Regions from separate parts of the Mus musculus genome. Here regions 1 and 2 are each linked to region 3. The links are chromatin contacts, called in public HiChIP or PLAC-seq maps. All regions are on one chromosome and are shown on one strand. Each heading gives the region's core, a stretch centred on a gene start, on an enhancer-like site or on the middle of the called end of the contact. The rest is flanking DNA. Distances are from core to core; before and after follow the strand shown.

Region 1 (3,178 bases), core at 266-2,765, 370 kb after region 3:
TACATCAAAGACAACAGAATAGATTCTTCACAAGAAACAACAAAGTACCAAAGTTACATGCGAGGATTTGTAAGGAAACAAGGGTGGTTGTCACAAATGGCTAGAGCTAAGTCAAGAATGAGCAGTTGGCAGCAAAGGACCAAGAATGGACCTCTGGTGTATGATGTCATGGAAACCTCAAGAAGATCTAACTGGCAGTAGAGATCATCCTAGAAATCAGAAATTGTTCAAGTACATTTTTTCTTTAAAGTTCTGGAGAATGGGTGAAGCTGGTACCTTGCAGAGAAGGGACACAAGGAAGATGCCACTCGGGCTTGAGTCTGAAGTAAATGTAGAAAGCTTGTGTCTTAGTAGTGTGGAGCTGTAGGATGTCTTCATCTATTGCTGGAGCAGTGACAAGAACATAAACAACCTACCTAAGCTGAACTATGCCAGGTGGAAACAGCTTTGTTTTGTTTTGTTTTTATTTTAAAAACTGTATCTAGCCAACCCAAAGCTGCTTTCCTGTTGGGGACTGGCTGATCTGGGGACTGGCTGATCTGCCTGCCCCTATGGTCCTAATCTGTCTCTAGCCTCTGCTTTAGTCAATGAGTCTACAGTTAAGATGCCAAAAGAGATAGTCCCAGGGCCTAGATCATGAGACAGAACTTTGAGCTAGCCTTGAGAAGAAGACCAACACCTGCTTCCAGACTCCCTCAGACAGCAGGGCCACTCTTAGGAGACTGCTCCTCATGCCATTTCCACAGCTCAGGATCAGATAAATCATGTAGTAACTTGGCAGAAAAATAAAAAGATAGCTTCCGATTTATTAAATGATCCCTGGTCTCAGCTCCCACAAAGTGGTTACTCAAAGGGAAAGAATATAGGACTGAAAACCTGTCTTTCTCCATTGTCCAGCCCAGGTGTAGATGCTGCTTTCTCCTGCATATCTTCCATGTCTGCCTACAAGGTAAAGACATTATTCAACACTAAAGCTGTATATTTTATCATTTTGACTTACTTGGAAGAGATTTCTTTAAAAAGGCGTTCAGGACATACTAAAATTTTAGTGCTGGATCAGAGGGATTCCTCACACCTAATCTTGAGCATATAACTGCTTCAGCAAGTTCAACATCAGTACAAAGTCACAGGTATTCCAATCAACAAATAGCCTGGCATTACTTGGTAAACTGAGCAAGATTTTAAGCTGGCAATTTTGAAAAAGGCCTTACAGAGTGGCTGAGGGTGGTCAATCTCCTCTCTTTCACACTGGAGCATGAACAAGAAAAAGCCATCAATGGCATGCCCTATCAACTGTGACAATTATTCAAAACTTTTGACCTATCTCTATACTGTGGTTTCTTCTAGACACTGTCACCAAAGGAAGTGCTCAGGGAAAGTCATATTCATCTTTATTTTGGCCCCCAAACTTCATCTTCCCTGATTGTAAGCCTGATGACCCAGGCACAGGCTGCTTGTCTAAACTGCCTGACTGCACATTACTGGGCTCAAGCAGCTGAGTCATACTGAGCCTGTTATGGCTCCAGAACTGACTCTGAAGCAGCTGAACTCTTAAATGAGTGTGAATCCATAAATAGATGGCTGCCCTCTCCTCTATCTAACTTCACTTAGCTGAAGGCTTAAACCACAGCCACGGAAGCATGAGAGCAGGCTGTGTGCACTGCCTTAACAGCAGGCTCACAAAAAGGGCAAGCAGGAAAGCCTGTGGATTATTTCCCCAGATAGTCTGAACTCCACGTCATCCCCTCTTCTGGCAAACGCTTCAACCACAGTATTGAATAACATGTCATGTGATGGACCCTTCACCATGGATACCAGGCCTCATGTGCCTGTGATTTACTGAGGTCTCTGACCACAAACTCGAGTCCTCCTTTAGCTACCTATGGCTCCCTAAACCCTATCCAAAAAAGGAAGGGGAGATGAAGGCAAATTAATCCTTGTATAGTTTTGGCAAGGCTTTTAAACTTGAGGAAGCACACAACAATGTTGTTCTCTATCATTATTTGGTATATCAAGCCATCTAAAAGCACTGGATTGCACTGTTTCTTTACTCATAAAACAACTTACAAGGGTTTCAAACATTTCTTTAAAGAAACACCACACAAGCACCAACTTCATTATGACTCAAAGCTTACTATTTCCACAAAATAATTCTATTCCTCATCTGAGAAACAAGGCCAGGGCAAAAGGAAATACACTGACCAATTTTAGTGTTTGTTGAAACTCACATTTCTAGTCTTTCAAGTTTTGGTACAGAAGTGTACATTCAGCTACTACTGTCCTCCCCTTAGACCTTGGTCTGGCGATGCTGCTTTGTTGGTTTTTGAACACAGTGCTTTAGAGGGAGGAGTTGGTGAAGATGCTGAAGCCTAGATTATGTTGATAAAATTGAAGTAACATCAACTGAAGGGGTCTTTTGCCTCCTTGGTTTAGATTCTGAAAATGTAATCCCATACCTCCCTATTTTCCTTTGGTTGTTTTTCCCTCCAAACCAAATCCCACTTTACCACAGAGCCAAAATCGGCTCTTTATTTGGGGGAAAGGGGAAGAGACTATCAAATCAAAACAACTCCCAGCAGAACTGTGACCTGCTGCATTCTTAGGGTTGAGGACAAAGGGATGTGGACTCTTCAGAAACTTCCAAATAAAACCCCCACCCCAACCCACAACAAGCCTTAGCTGTTCTTTTAAAGGTGCCTGACAACAAACCCAAACCCCATGAAACCAATATCTGCTTCCAGCTTAGTCCATCAGTGCAGCAGCACAGCCGAGGCCAGAGACCCTGGGCCCCTCATTTCTAAATCCAAGCTACTGCTTGGCCTCTCCATTTCACATTCACAGAATCACTTGTGCAAAACAAGCAGTCTACGTTGAAAGAATGCCCTCATCGTAGTCTAATAAAAACCATAGGAAAAAAACGGCTAGAGAGCGTGTCTCTTCCACTCTGCTTATCTGCAGAGCGTAGGCATCTGTGCATGGACAGGGTAGGCGAGCCTGACGTTGAGGGAGTCGTTGTGCTGAACCAGGGATGTCTGCTGGTAATGGAGCACCAGCTCCTTCAGTGAGCTGTACAGGTTGTAGGGTTCTGCAAAGCCATATCCTCGAGCCGTGCTGTAGATGACACAGTGCTTCACTTCCCCGTCTGCACTGAGAGACAACACAGGAAAATACTTAAGGC
Region 2 (3,288 bases), core at 222-2,721, 370 kb before region 3:
GGACAATGAATGAATGATTAAATGAATGAATCACTGAAGAAAATATTTTTCTCATAAGGGTAGGATTTCTGATGACCACCCAATAATTAATTCCAATAAAAACTACGGATGGGGGCTTGGGACATAGCTCAGTTAATAGTGCTTACCCAGGATGCACAAAGTCACTCGTTCAGTTTCTAATATTGCACTCAAAAAGAGGTAATTTTGTGTTGGGTATAGTAGCAGAAGCCTATAATTAAAAACTCAGGAGGCTGAGGCAGATGGATTAGGAACTCAAGGTTACCCTGTGTTATACACACAAAACAATCAAGAGCAACTTTATAAGGAAATGAACCCACATCCCTTTTTTGAGACAGTGTCTCTTTACATAGCTCAGGCTGTCTTAGAACTTGCTCTGTAGACCAGGCTAACCTCGAATTCACAGATATTCTGCTTCCCCAGTACTGGGATTAAAGGCATGCAACACCACAGGCAGCTTTTTGTTGTTGTTGAGTTTCTGTATTAGATAGAGGTGCTCCAGTGAAAACTGGATTATCCTCTGCAACAATTTACTTGTCTAATATTGTTAATCCTGTTCTCTGTGCTTTGCCAGATCCTATTAAGCAGCCTGGAGAAAACTGGGACTAGAAGTTTAAATGTGACTAGTCAATCAAGGCTACTTAATATATTTTAAGAAATTTTTGCCTAAGCATTCTACCTTTAGGTTTTGGCATAACAGAGAAGACAGAAGTCTAATGCCAACTGACTAGAAAACAAATTCTTAAACTTCAATTTAAATAAACCAGCTATAAAACCAAAAAGTGTTTTCTATAACTATTTTCTTTTTGTAAAAACAAAAAACAAAACAAAACAAAACAGCTGGGCGTGGTGGCACACGCCTTTAATCCCAGCACTCGGGAGGCAGAGGCAGGTGGATTTCTGAGTTCGAGGCCAGCCTAATCTATAAAGTGAGTTCCAGGACAGCCAGGGCTATAAAGAGAAACCCTGTCTCAAAAAACAAAAACCAAACAACAAAAAAAGGAAATGAGACAGCATCTACACAAACCAAGAAGGAAAAAGTCTGTTTGGCATGTGATTTTTCAGTACAATAGCACAGAGCTGCTCCACTTCATCATAATGAGGACAGCTGGTTGAGGGGGGAAAATCTTTTATTTCCTAGGTTGCTTTAATAAGATAATTGCTTTTCTAAGTTGACTATTTAATGATTAATTGAATCAAGTGTACCTCAAAGTAAAGAAAATTAGTCCAATGCAGATGTCCCTGAAGTGGTGACAAAGTTGTCTTGGGAAATAAATGCTGACCCCATTCAATATCTGCAGAAGTATTTAAATCTGTCATCACTGTGAACACCAAGCAAGCAAGTCTTGCATAATTGGGAGCAGGCCAGTGGCTCGTTTCTCTTTGCCTGTGGATGGCCCTTTCCCCCCACTGAACTGTTATGCAACAGTCCTCCTTTACTTCTCTTTAAAGCTGTTGGTGTGTCAAGTGTGTTCCTTACCCCGACCTCCAAGCAGACCAGATTCACTAAGCCTCTCCTTGCCAGAGTAAACAGTAAAAGCTGAGAGTCCGTCTCAGACAAGGGAAGCTGAGCTATCAGGAAGGCTCTAAGAGAATGAAAGCTGCAACCGCCAACTGCTGCCTGGAAGAGGTGTAGACCAGAGTGAATTAGAAAGGCTACTCTCCAACCTGTCAAGCTGTGTTGTGTCCAGGCTGTGCAGTATGCTCCAGATTCTCCAGCTCTCATGGGCTGTCACCCATGCTGGGCTGAGCTTTGGTGATATCTTTGAATCATTCTTTGTAAACAACCCCTCACCCATATTCTCGTTAGTAAACTCAGGAGTTAATAAAAATTAAACTCACTGGCTCACCAACTTGGAATTTGGTGGTATCCATACTTTGGTCTGTCGTGGGCTCCCTATCTGAGGTGAGTAGACATGTGTTGTGTCTCCTCAGGAAGTTTTGTCACACTTCATGAATACAAAATCCCAAAGGACAACAAGGAACAATCCTCCTCCCTTCATGTCTGTTTGCCATCTGTTCTCTGTAGGAAAAGAAAGGCCCCAGTCTGAAAAGCAGGACAGACTGACTGTCTCAGAGACAGGTAAGATTCAAAGCAAGCCAAGCATTCTCCTCCTAGCAGCTGTTCCACCACTTGCAGAGGAGAGATTTGCTGACCATCAAAAAGCTGGAAATCCTAGAAGAAAAAAGTCTAAGAGAAACAAACTGTAAACTCTAATGAGCCTGAGAAGTACTATTGATTATGTGTGACTTACGAGTCATAAATTAACATGGGTTGTCTGGACTGTGAATTAACATTGATCCAGAATGCAATATCTGAACATACTAGCCTTCAACAGTGTTGTCTAACACTAACAGCTTCTTATGCGGAAACTAACCTGAGTCTCCAAAGACACACCTACTCACTATCCCAACAGTCTTCACATCTCATTATAAGCCTGCATCTAAAGAGGCTGGGGTAAGTATAAGGGTGAGAGGCACAGCTTGGAAAGATAATAAATGTGTGCCTTGTTGACAGTATTCAAACACACACAGTCTCCAAGGGAAAACAGCACTTTAGAATTTAGGAAGAATTCAAGACACCCAGGATTTCAAACTACAAACTGCTGCCAGTTAGTGTTGACTAAAGCAAACAAATTAAGCTCAGAAAACTCAATTACACTGCCACAGCAAGCCCAGAAATATCTCATTACAAGAACATTTTTAATCAAGCCAAAACCATGAAGGAAAACTAGGGGGGAAAAACCCCCAAAGTTCAATAGAAAACCGGATGCTTGTCTGCGTGGTGGTGATGGAGGGAGGAGAGCCAAGCTACTGGAACAGCTTTGTCTTCTGGCAGCTGTTCCGCGGCAGATTGTGATAAATAATACAATCTGGCAAACGATTTCCTACATCAAGGAAAAAAAAAAAAAAAAACCATAGCTCCCCGGGAAAAAACTGCCAGGGCCTAATAAAATACCACGCTTTTACCCACCCATCACTTCCACAAACAATGGCTACGATCCAAAACACCACTCCCCACTCCATCCCTGCCCATCTGGAACTAATGAATTGCTACTTGGTGTGACTAGAAACAGTCACAATTTACATTTTCCTATGTGGTCCAACTCAATCCAATCTCTGAAAGTATCTGTAAGCTTTTACAAGCTCCACAGTTAACTATAATGGAGACTTCACTGGTTTAGTTTTGGATGAAAATGCTTAGGGAAAAAATTCCCAGTCTGTAGTCCCCAGTAGGAAAAGGGCTGCCAGCTTCCAGTTTACTTTCAC
Region 3 (3,143 bases), core at 47-2,546:
TCTGTAGACCAGGCTGGCCTCGAACTCAGAAATCCACCTGCCTCTGCCTCCTGAGTGCTGAGATTAAAAGCATGTGCCACCACCTTCCAGGGCTATGTTCTCTGTGTTAAAAGATTTATTTATTTTTGTTTTATTCATATTGGTGTTTATTTTGCCTACGTGTATGCCTGCATACCTTGTGCATGCATGCATTGCCCCTGAAGGCCAGAAGAGGGCATCTAATACTCTGGAATGGAGTTATAGGTGGGTCTTAACCCCCATATGGGTACTGAGAATTGAACTTGGATCTTCTGGAAGAACAATCACTAAGACATCTCTCCAGTCCTCCTTTCCCCTTCTCTCTCTCTCTCTCTCTCTCTCTCTCTCTCTCTCTCTCTCTCTCTCTCTCTCCCTCCCTCCCTCCCTCCCTCCCTCCCTCTCTCTCTCTCTCTCTCTCTCTCCTTCCTTCTTTTACAACATAATCTCCTGTACTCCAGGCTCGGTTGGACCTTACTATGAAGTAAAGGGTAACATTGGTCTTTATAGGGATATATCACTGAACATATCCAAGATTATTCAGTACCAAGTTTGAACCCAGGGCTTCACATATGCTAGGCTGCAGTCTGGCAACCAAGCTACAGCCCTGCCTTATTCAAACAGGTGTAGAATGTGCTGGAATGTAGGACCCTGCTTACTCTTTCACAGTTGGCATATGTTAGTCCTTCAGCCTAGATTGCTGCTGCTCCCCGGCTTCCTTAAACTCCCTGAGTGGCACCTGTTTATCCTTTCACATGGCAGTTATCATTAAATATCTGTCACCTGCATGAGTAAATCATGCTTTTATATATATGGTACTGAGGATCAAACTCAGGTTTTGTTTTTAGATTTTTGTGGTTGTTGTTTGTTGGTTTGTTTGTTTGTTTGTTTTCTCTGTGTAACAGAGCTGTGGCTGTCCTGGACTCACTCTGTAGATCAGGCTGGCCTCGAACTCAAGGAGGTATGCCTGCCTCTGCCTCCAGAGTGCACTACCATGCCTGGCTCCAGGCCTGACTCCAGCATTTCTTTTAAAAGATAGGATCTTTCTATTTATCCCATGCTTGCCTTGAATTTATAATGCTCTTGAAATTATGGCCAGGGGCCATATTGTCCAACTAACTCAATCACTTCTACCCACTTCTAACAGAGCACCCTTTGTGGGTGACATTCGCAATAGAAGTCTGTAAATTCAGGAAATGAAGTTAACAGAAGAAATCAGTACTGCCACATGACTCAGGCTGACTGCTTCCTTCTGCATTTTTTTCCCCTTTGCCTTGCCAGCTCTGCTCATATGACTCCCTCTCACTCCTTCCCACCTTCCAACCACAGACCAGTGATTTTAGCTGGCTGTAGTCTTCTTTCCACGACCTCACTTCAGCACTGATCTTCCTGTCTGAGTCCTGCCCTGGTATATCTTCTATGCCCTCAGCTGGCACTCCACACACAGGTGTGTGAATGTTTACATGTGTGAGCACACGTGCCTGCCCACATGTGTGCATTCATGTAGAGGAGGGGAGGGTGCAACCTAGCTCTAGAGTCCTGCATTGTTGGGCTAAGTTGCACTTTCAAGGGATAGAGTGGGAGAGGGGAAGTGACAATTCTACCCCAGACGCCTCTGCAGGAATCTACTCAATAACAATAAGTAATAACTACTATACTTAGTTCCCACTAGTGTTCTGGACTCTTTCCCTTGGTCCCAAAATATCTCCAAAAAGTGAAGGGGTTTTTTTTTTTTCAAATTTCTTTTTCTTTTTTTTGTTCTCTTTCTTTTTTCCCCTTTGGTTTTTTTGTTTGTTTGTTTGTTTTGTTTTTTGTTTTGGTTTTTCGAGACAGGGTTTCTCTGTGTAGACCTGGCTGTCCTGGAACTCACTCTGTAGACCAGGCTAGTCTTGAACTCAGAAATTCACCTGCCTCTGCCTCCCAAGTGCTGGGATTAAAAGCGTGGGACACCATGCCCTGCTTTTTTCTTTCTTTCTTCTTTCTTCTTCTTTTTTAAAAAAGATTTATTTATTATATGTAAGTACACTGTAGCTGTCTTCAGACACACCAGAAGAGGGAGTCAGATCTCATTACGGATGGTTGTGAGCCACCATGTGGTTGCTGGGATTTGAACTCAGGACCTTTGGAAGAGCAGTCGGGTGCTCTTACCTGCTGAGCCATCTCACCAGCCCCTCTTCTTTCTTTCTTTCTTTCTTTTAAAATATGAGTACACTGTATCTGTCTTCTGACACACCAGAAGAAGGCATCAGATTCCATTATAGATGGTTGTAAGCCACCATGTGGTTGCTGGAAATTGAACTTAGGACCTCTGGTAGAGTAGTCAGTGCTCTTAACTGCTGAGTAATCTTCCAGCCCCTACTTAATTTATTTTTATTTTTATTATTTAATATATTTATTTTGTGTTTTGGAGACAGGATTTTAAGATTAACCCAGGGTGGTCTCTAAATTGCATCGATCCTTCTATGTCTGCTTCCTGTATTTTTCTGAATTCATTCATTTTATGTAAATATGTGTTCTGTCTGAATGTCTGTCTGTGCATCACATATGAGTAGTGCCCTCAGCAGAGAGCATTAGATCCTCTGACACTGGAGTTACAAACGATTGTCAGCTGCCAACCCCCCCCCTTTTTTTTTAATCACCCATTGAGCTCAATTCGTGCTGCCCATGTGCTTATGGTCATAAGACCATCTACTACCATGTGTTAAATGTATGAAAATACACCCTTTAAAAAAGCTGACACTCCTTTTCCAAAAACCATCAACTGTCAATAGTTCTTCAGTTTGGAGTGGTGCTTACAAGTCTCTTCACACTAGAGTGACTCAATCTTATGCTGACGGTCACAGCTGACAGCTGCTGTGGGTGTGCTGCTTCCTTCCAGGAGGAGACACTGCTTTGTTCCACTCCTCCCTGACTACTATCTCTGAACAACCTACTCCCCTGTTCCTCCAGCTCCAGTGGGTCCGACATCCTCCTCTGCCTCCAGGATGCTTGTGCTCATGCACACCCACACCCACGTGCACACACACATAGTATAGACAAATAACACTTTTTAAAAAAATTTCTTAATGTAAACGAGGAAAATACCTAATAAAAATAAAATTAAATTAAAAAAAAATTTCTTGGGCTGG

Evidence for each region. HiChIP or PLAC-seq counts read pairs in DNA pulled down with a chosen protein or histone mark.
Region 1: a contact with region 3 is called in a CTCF HiChIP or PLAC-seq map of the NIH/3T3 cell line, with 6 read pairs. The contact joins two enhancer-like sites. A contact is called at or near these places in 1 of 39 promoter capture datasets (cranial neural crest) and 1 of 15 datasets of contacts at CTCF or cohesin (the NIH/3T3 cell line).
Region 2: an H3K27ac HiChIP or PLAC-seq map of microglia shows a contact between it and region 3, with 5 times the contacts expected there. The contact joins two enhancer-like sites. A contact is called at or near these places in 1 of 115 datasets of contacts at active chromatin or transcription factors (microglia) and 2 of 9 other capture datasets (liver and pancreatic islet).

Annotation. Positions count from the first base shown.
Region 1 is chr4:116,299,603-116,302,780 of GRCm38.p6, reverse strand. Pik3r3 (phosphoinositide-3-kinase regulatory subunit 3) reads right to left here. Exons shown (of 10, transcript NM_181585.6): 10 at 1-3,147. The coding sequence ends at 2,949. Among named protein-coding and RNA genes, the nearest start is that of Pik3r3, 80 kb to the right of the region's middle. Within about 2 kb of position 1,515, at least 107 of the 459 cell types and tissues checked have an H3K27ac peak or open chromatin away from gene starts, as enhancers often do. A contact at or near this core is called in the NIH/3T3 cell line, where this site is marked.
Region 2 is chr4:117,039,759-117,043,046 of GRCm38.p6, reverse strand. The region is part of intron 3 of Eif2b3 (eukaryotic translation initiation factor 2B, subunit 3); the gene reads right to left. Among named protein-coding and RNA genes, the nearest start is that of Eif2b3, 22 kb to the right of the region's middle. Within about 2 kb of position 1,471, at least 133 of the 459 cell types and tissues checked have an H3K27ac peak or open chromatin away from gene starts, as enhancers often do. A contact at or near this core is called in microglia, where this site is marked.
Region 3 is chr4:116,666,549-116,669,691 of GRCm38.p6, reverse strand. No RefSeq gene overlaps it. Among named protein-coding and RNA genes, the nearest start is that of Gm25137, 6.0 kb to the left of the region's middle. Within about 2 kb of position 1,296, at least 102 of the 459 cell types and tissues checked have an H3K27ac peak or open chromatin away from gene starts, as enhancers often do. A contact at or near this core is called in the NIH/3T3 cell line and microglia, where this site is marked.